2 separate regions of the Hordeum vulgare genome follow, and region 2 is linked to region 1. Evidence: chromatin contacts called from public Hi-C data. All regions are on one chromosome and are shown on one strand. Each heading gives the region's core, a stretch centred on a gene start, on an enhancer-like site or on the middle of the called end of the contact. The rest is flanking DNA. Distances are from core to core; before and after follow the strand shown.

Evidence for each region. A called contact is a pair of places that touch in the nucleus more often than the background predicts.
Region 2: a Hi-C map of seedling shows a contact between it and region 1, with 2.0 times the contacts expected there. The contact joins the enhancer-like site here to the promoter of LOC123407452 in region 1. A contact is called at or near these places in 2 of 6 Hi-C or Micro-C datasets (leaf and seedling).

Annotation. Positions count from the first base shown.
Region 1 is chr7H:620,723,302-620,727,449 of MorexV3_pseudomolecules_assembly, reverse strand. LOC123407452 (heavy metal-associated isoprenylated plant protein 35-like) reads left to right here and starts at 1,923. Exons shown (of 3, transcript XM_045100588.1): 1 at 1,923-2,033; 2 at 2,121-2,196; 3 at 2,298-3,543. The coding sequence starts at 2,007. The coding sequence ends at 3,325.
Region 2 is chr7H:620,791,292-620,795,439 of MorexV3_pseudomolecules_assembly, reverse strand. No RefSeq gene overlaps it. Among protein-coding and RNA genes, the nearest start is that of LOC123411567, 38 kb to the left of the region's middle. Within about 2 kb of position 2,294, at least 3 of the 3 cell types and tissues checked have open chromatin away from gene starts, as enhancers often do. A contact at or near this core is called in leaf and seedling, where this site is marked.

The DNA of each region.
Region 1 (4,148 bases), core at 674-3,173:
GGATGTAGTATCATACATTAGTATTATATGCATGATATAATATATAATACTCCTCATTACAATCAGCCTTAGCGCTGCAGCGTACGTGCGATTGAAGCTTAGCCGATAGTAATCAACGAACAACAGTACATGACAACAGTACGTGAGCTTTACAGATATGGATGGCTAGCTGATGCATCATGCTAATTAATCAAGAGCACTTACTCTATTATGAGAGGGAGACGTACATGATTAATCATGCACAATTACTATGTTTCAGATCCGGCGCTCCCAGATCAAATCGAGTCAGACTCTGTCCAAAGCAAGCGCTAGCATTTGGCTACCTGGTTTTGAAAACAAATTTGACGAGAACAGTTTAAAGCAGACCTCGAATGAGGAGGGAGGGATTGATCAATTACGTTAAAAGAATGGTGACAAGTGATCGTCGGCCGGCCGGCCCATGCAGCACCGTTGCAAGTGTATGAGGGATGACGTGGAACGTAGACACAGCACCTACGTACAAACAATTAAAGTTGTCAGATGGCATGCGCCATGCCCGATCGAACCATACGTGCATCAACCGATCCATCGGCAAGTCGTGTCAATATATACACGCAGCAAACAACGGAGTTTCTGTAGAAACGGACGAATGGTGGGTACCTGACGCGAGTACGTATGGCAGGCGCCGTATTCTTGAGTGTTGGTTGCACCCCGACTTGTTAATGTTATCCCTTCAATTCCCCACCTACCAATGAATGAATGAATGAATGCGAGGAGACGGAGACGTGCCGCTCTCTCCTTTCAATTCCCCAGCAACCAACAAAACCGGCACACTCGCACGCTCTGGAGGAACAAAAACTTCAGTTAACAAAACAGAGCCGCCCAGAACTATTTCCTATATACTTCCTCCGTTCCTAAATATAAGTCTTTTAAGCGATTTCACTAAGGGTCCACATACGGAGTAAATTGAGTGAATCTACACTTTAAAGTATGTCTATATACATCCGTATGTAGTCTTTTAGTGAAATCTTTAAAAAGACTTATATTATGAAACGGAGGGAGTATACATCTAGTGCAAAATTCTACGCCCATCAGAGCCACGAAATGGCAAGTGATAGGCATAGAGTACAACTTGCTGATGGATGTGTAACAATAATGCTACGACGACTGCATCTGATAAATCATTCTTATGCTGGCTCCGTGTTTCACAACAATCATGCAGGCAGGCAGCTGTTGGTCACACAACACATGAGTGCAACAGGACGTAGTACACAGAAAAGTGACCAAAGATATGGACAGTTTATCTTATGTACCCCGAAGGCCACGATAAAAAAAAGCTTGTGGTTGTGGATAGGAAGATAACTCTCCACCATTCATATGCATGTTTTGTGGTTCAGGCTCGCCTTGTGCAACTAAAGAAAAAAGGCCAATAACAATAACTCTAAGAAATCATTCGTATGTTGGTTCCGTGTTTCAGAAAGAGAAAAAAACAATAACCGTGACACATGCCTCCCTCGGTAGCATGAGAGAGGCAAATATTTAAAAGACCTTGACACATCTACTTGGCACCTCGAGAACTCTATTAAGGAATAATGGGTAAATAGATCAAACCAGAGATAACAATAAATATATCTTACAATGGGTCATCTTTTAACCTTATCTTCAATAACTAGTTATTTTAAAAAACATGATGAGACATATTGTGCTAAGAGGTCATCTTTGTTATCTCTTAAATAAAAGAAGATAAATACTTTCTTATAAGTTCTACCTCGTCCACCTCATTATTTATTCTACATTACACCGCTAAGACAACATATTATTTATTCTACATTACACTGCTAAGACTACATCATTGTACATGTCATAGGGAGTACCTAAGAACTGAACGGATACACCACCGCCGCCTTTTGTGCTAACGTACGTGTCAGTGAGGTATGAACGGATCCCCATCCGGCCGCTATAAGTTGAGCAGCACACAGCAGCGGCCTCCCCTGAGTTCCCACAGCGCACTACTCCCATCCCATCCCATGGCGTCCGGACAGCCGGCCGTGCAGGTACACCATTTTGCTCCGCTCCCGTCCATAGATGAATCAGTTGCTCTTTTTGACGTACGTCGTGTTTCTTGGATCTGCTGCGTGCAGACCTTTGTTCTGAGGGTGTCCATCCACTGCCATGGCTGCAAGAAGAAGGTCCGCAAGGTGCTCAAGAGCATCCAAGGTACGCAGCTAGCGTCAGTCACTCTCTTCTTTCATCCTCGCGTTAATTAACTACTAAGTGTAAGTGGTCGTCGTTTTGTTCTGGTTGGGATGTTGGTTCAGGCGTGCACGACGTGAAGGTGGATGCCCAGCAGCACAAGGTGCTGGTGACGGGCACCGTGGACGCCGAGACGCTCGTCAAGACGCTCTACAAGTCTGGCAAGCAGGCCCTGCCATGGCAACACACGCCTGCCAAGAACCCCGAGGCCCCGCCGCCGGCCGAGGTCAGCAGCAACGATGCTGCTGCGGCGGCGGACAAGAACCCGGCGGAGCCTGTGAAGGAGCCGCAGGCCGACGACAGCTCGGACAGGACGCCGGAGCAGGAGGAGACGGCCCCGGACAAGACGCCTGAGACGGAGAAGGAAGCAGAGTCTGAGAAGAAGGAGGATGAGAAAGAGGAGGCGAAAGCCACGAAACCAAGCGCTGAGGCAAAGAAAGACGGCGGCGACGGCGAGGGCCCGGCGGCCGAGCCCAAAGCAAAGGAGGACACAAAGGTGGCCGGCAATGACCAGGGCGAGGCCAAGGAGGAACAGAGCAAGCCTAAGGATGCAGCTGCGGCGGACAGGTCCCTATCTCCGGCGCCGACGCCCGCGCACCAGGAGTTCAGCCCGTACAACGCGCCGCAGCCGGTGACGAGCTACCACACGGCGCATCCGGCAGCGAGCGTGTCCTACTACGCGCCGCAGCCGGAGCAGGGCTACTCCATGCGGCAGCAGCCATCGCAGCCGCAGCCCGGGTACTCCTCCCTCATGCAGCCGCAGCACCCACCGCCGGCGCCGCAACAGCAATGGTCGCCGTCGTACCTTTACATGCCGTACCCGCACGCGTCGCTGGAGTCGTACTACCCGGATTACTACAGCCCGCCCGGGACGCACACGCCACCGGCACCGCCACCTCCGCCGCCGCAACAGCAATGGTCGCCGTCGTACCTTTACATGCCGTACCCGCACGCGTCGCTGGAGTCGTACTACCCGGATTACTACAGCCCGCCCGGGACGCACACGCCACCGGCACCGCCACCTCCGCCGCCGCTCCAGGACTCGTACCGCCTCTTCGACGACGAGAACCCCAACTCGTGCAGCGTCATGTGATTTCACCGAGACATGGACACGTATGGCGCGGCGTAGCTCCAGCTAGCCACCGGCGGCAGAGTAGCTAAGAAAAGGCGGCTTAAAGCTCTCCTTGACCAATCCATTTTTCCTCTTCTTCTTTATTATTGTTATTAGTGTTCTATAAACAGAGCATGTAATTGTAATGAGATAAGCCTTTACATGTAGCATAGCATCAATGAAATCTTCCCTACTCCCTCCGTCACGGTTTAGAAGGCGTGCATACAAATTCTCTAGGACCTAAGTGGTTATTGATTGGCTCTGAAATAAGTTAAAAAATAGCATTCACACTACGCATGCATATAGAAGTAGTACAACGGAGTACTAATTAGCTGCTAGGAGTAAATGCAACGCGCCTTAATCTTTGTCTATTTTGGAAACGCATGCAAGTCTAACTGTGCCTTCTAAACCGTAACGGAGGGAGTACCATAGATAGGATTTTGCACAATGTACTCCCTCTGTCCCAAAATAAATGACGCAAATTTTATACTTCTTCCGTCCCAAAATTCTTGTCTTATATTTGTCTACATATGAATGTATCTAGTCACGTTTTAGTATTTAGATACATTCATTTCTAGACAAACTTACAAGAATTTTAAGACGGAGGGAGTACTAAGTTAATATAAATTTTGTACTAAAGCAGCGACACTTATATTGAGACGGAGGGAGTAAAACATAACATAAATGTCGTCCTTTCCCAACCCAATCATATCTAGAGGATATCCTTCTTTGATTCTTCTCGCCTACTCATGAATAGCCTCGACACCATATGCATGGGACCTTATCGAAAAATGATTTTTTTTCA
Region 2 (4,148 bases), core at 1,045-3,544, 68 kb before region 1:
CAAAACCGGAGGCGCAGGCACCGGTCAACGCGAGCACAGGCGCGGAGGCCCCGGTCGGTGCGAGCGCGGGCGCGAAGGCGGCGGCCCCAGTCGGCGCGAGCGCGGGCGCGAACGCGGAGGCGGCAGCCCCGGTCGGCGCGAGCGCGGGCGCGGAGGCGGCGGCCCCAGTCGGCGCGAGCGCGCGCGCGGAGGCGCCGAACGCAAAGAAGGGAGCAGGGGCTCCGGCCTGCGCGGGGAAACCGCCGCCCATCTCGGCAACCGCCGGGGTCGGAGACGGGAGGCGCGGCGCGGGGTCTTCAGCGGCGTCGCTGGTGGATCCCCACTCGAAGACGGGTCCATGCACCTGCTCGAGGGAGTCGGTGTCATCCCCATGGAGTGGGCAGATGACCCACCCATGGGCAGGACACCAGAAGCCCGGCGAGGAGCCGAGCATCTGCGGGGCAGGGCCGGCGAGGAGCCAGTCGATGGACTCCCGTGCGAGCGGGGCGCGGGGCTCGGCGCCAACAGCCGGATTCGCAACGCTCAGAGAGCGGGTGCCCAGGCCGTGACGGAGCGCTCTGTAGTCACCGGCGCCGTGGCGGCGGCCGATGTAGCGACCCGCTCCATGGCGTCTTCCATCGAAGCGGCGGCGCTCTCCGAAACTGCGGCGGAGAACAGCAAGGCGGCGACGACGGACGTCGTTTTGCAGCACGCGACGAAGGTGCGTCGGCATTGAACGAGGCATCCTACCTTTTCTTCTTCCTGTCTATCTCTTCTCGTCGAACGCGCTCTTAGAAGAAGCAGTGCTGATAACGTGTTGTAATTGAAAAGAGAGATGTAATGAAAAACCACTGTTCACTTTATTCTTGATGATGAACTTTATATGACAGGGAAAGGCGGTTCCTGCATATGTCGGTTCCCGCATCGTGCGTGCGGTTCCTGCATCGTGCGTGCGGTTACGAGTAGGGATTAACTTAATTAATTACATAATTAATTAAACTCTAACAAATTTGTTGTGGATCGGGCTGTCGATCATACGTGGCGACCGCGCCCGGACACCCATATCCATTTTATATTTCTGTTAAATATAAAGAGTGTCAATCTGTTCGGACATTTAAGTCTCATTTAAGGTATCCGTCTGAATCTTATCTTTATGACCAGCTGCCACAGATTCTGAGGCGTCCAGATGTAGGTTCTCTTACTTCTCACTATGACCAGATGTATGTTTACCCGTGTCGTGATTTCGATCACGCAACTTGCTAGGTACAACCCAAGTGGGTTATCAGATCTCATCAGTCATCCATGCTCAGTCCAACAGGTGTCAGGGCGAATCATATGGTCATTTTCTACCACGGGATGACACGAGTTTGGTTTACAGATGCTAGCAAAAGGATCCGTGCGTTGTAACGGGAGAAAAAAAATCACCTTCTTCAACGATGATGACCATATTATATTCATATCTCATCGCATGATTTTGAAAATTTATTCACAAATGTAAGAAAATATTTCTTTTTTTAATTTTATTCACAATTCACAAGTTGAAACAATGTTCATATTTTTTTAAAAATATCATGATTGTCAAAAAACTTGGTAACTCAAAGAATTATTCTGAATTTCAAGAAACATTTTTAAAAATATACTATAATATTCTGATCCACCCTGACAATTAATTCTTCAAAATTCACTCAGGTATATAATCTAAAAGACTCATAAACATTACTTTTGAACTGCATACATTCGATCATTCATGAACATTTTTAAAAATTTGGGAACATTTTTAAAATTGAAAACATTTTTTACTATTTATAAACTTTTTTTTAAAATTCCAAACAATATTTTATATTACGATCTATTTTCAAGTATTTTCTCATGAATTGGCAAATAATTCAATTTTTTGAATTATCAAACATTTTTTTAATTGCATTAAAGAAATTTCTTAAAATGATAGACTTTTTTTTATTCACGAATGTTTTCTCCAAAACTACGATTTTTTTAATATGAAACATTTTACAAAAATTCCGAACAATTTTTGAATTCGCAAAATTTTATGTTTTATCAAAATTTTTATGTTTTATCAAACATTTATGTAAATATTTTTTTTTGAATTTCTAAAGTTTTTGTTGATTTATTTGAAATAGAAAAAATAAAAAGCAACAGATAAATAATAATTAAAAAACTAAAAACAGGCCCCCGCCCATGGGCTGGCCCAAATGGGCGTGCTGTTTATTTTTCACCGAGCAGAGCGTAGTATAGCTGGTCTCTATGTTTGGACCGGCCCATGCGAGGATTCCCTGCGAAACCTTTTTTATATGTTTTTTAAAACTTAGGCGTATGCTATAAGTCAACTGGCTACCTTGATTAGAATTTGATCATACGACAGGGGTTTTTATGTAAAACTAAAAAGCGGTTCCTAGTCATTTAGAAAAGGGACTGCGGGTTAGTTCAGATAAAATATAGGGGGTTTTGTGCAAAACATAAAATAACGGTTCGACTTGACTTACATAAGGACTGCCGGTTTAATCCTCGAAAATGGAGGGGTTTTTTTGCAAAATTTCCACGACGGACGACAAAAACATTACGTGCTTTATTATTATGAAGAGATTCAGGAGAAAAATACGTATGGTGACTCCTCAAAATGCACTCTGATGATTCTTAATTCCGATACATTATATGAATAAATTAACGCGAACACTGGTTTAAATATATGGAGTGAAAGAACTTTACATTATCAAATTTGTAGATGTGAATAATGGTTTCGGATGAATTGATAAATGTTTTTATCAAAACTTTATGAAATAATTATTAATAATGACTGCATACATCGATTGATGTAGAGATTAGGGGTTTAACATCTTTTTCTAAAAAAACATGTGCTGCGAGCATCAGCCATTTACCAAGATGGCAAGATCGCTGTTTTCAAAACCACAACAGCACGAACAACAGATTTTTCCAAGATGATAACGTATTCTACAAATAGTTGGTTCCACGCAGGACTCAACTACAAATAGTTGGTACTCAAATAAAGTTGATAATGCTGCAGCACACCTTTAGTTGAGTTGCAGCATCGTGTCTAAGCATCTGCTATGCAGTCTTGCCTTGGGCGCGGCTCAGAGTTTTCTTTTCATAGTCAAATTACACACATGACATATTTTTGATTGGCTGCCAACATGAGACCTTATCTGCTCAACCAAATCGTTTTGCAACTACATGTGAGTTTTCTTACCATGCATTTTATAATGAAATTGGACGAACTATTCAAATATTACTGCTCCTCTATGCTCAGGCACAATATTCCGACCCTGAAACTGAAATCGTTGATCGTAGATACATTCTGGACGCTCATCTTCTACAATCGTATTGTGCATAATCACACAAGCTATCATCACCTCCCACAACTTTTTGGTGCTCCAAATCCTAGCAGGGTACCGAACGATGCCCCATAGAGATAGCAAAACACCAAAGGCACGCTCGACGTCCTTCCTAACACTCTCTTGCTCTTGGGAAAATCTTTTCCTTTTCTCATCGACAGGGTCGAAGATTGTCTTCACAAGAATGGTCCACTGAGGGTAGATACCGTCACCCAGGTAGTATCGTTTATCGTAGTTGTGGCCATTGATGGTAACATTCACCGGTGGCCTGTTGCCTTCCGCAAGCCTTGCAAACACCGGCGAGCGTTGAAGCACGTTGATATCATTATGTGTTTCGGCCATGCCAAAAAAAATGCCAGATCCACAGATCTTATGAGGCCACAACCTCATGCATGACAGTGCAAGCCTTGACATGACCCTTATATACTGCCCTTGCCAAGTTGTAGGGCAGTTCTTAGGCTCCTAGTGCATGCAGTCTATGTTGTCAAGCATCTCTGGAAGCCTCTGCTGGCATTCATTACCAACAATTGGGTTGTATCTTGAGGAGTCAGCTCTCTCAAGTACTCAGGACCAAACACAACAATCACAACCTTGCAAAACCTGTACATGTACTCCAGACATGTAGACTCGCTCATACGGACGTACTCATCAATGAGATCACCGGACACTCCGTATGCTAGCATCCAATGCCTGCAGTGCATTTCTAATAAGATGAGAAGCCAATCTTTCCAAGGACGTCATCTTTGCACTCGAAATAATTATCTTATATGACAACCCCCTCTCTAATATGCTTGAAAACAT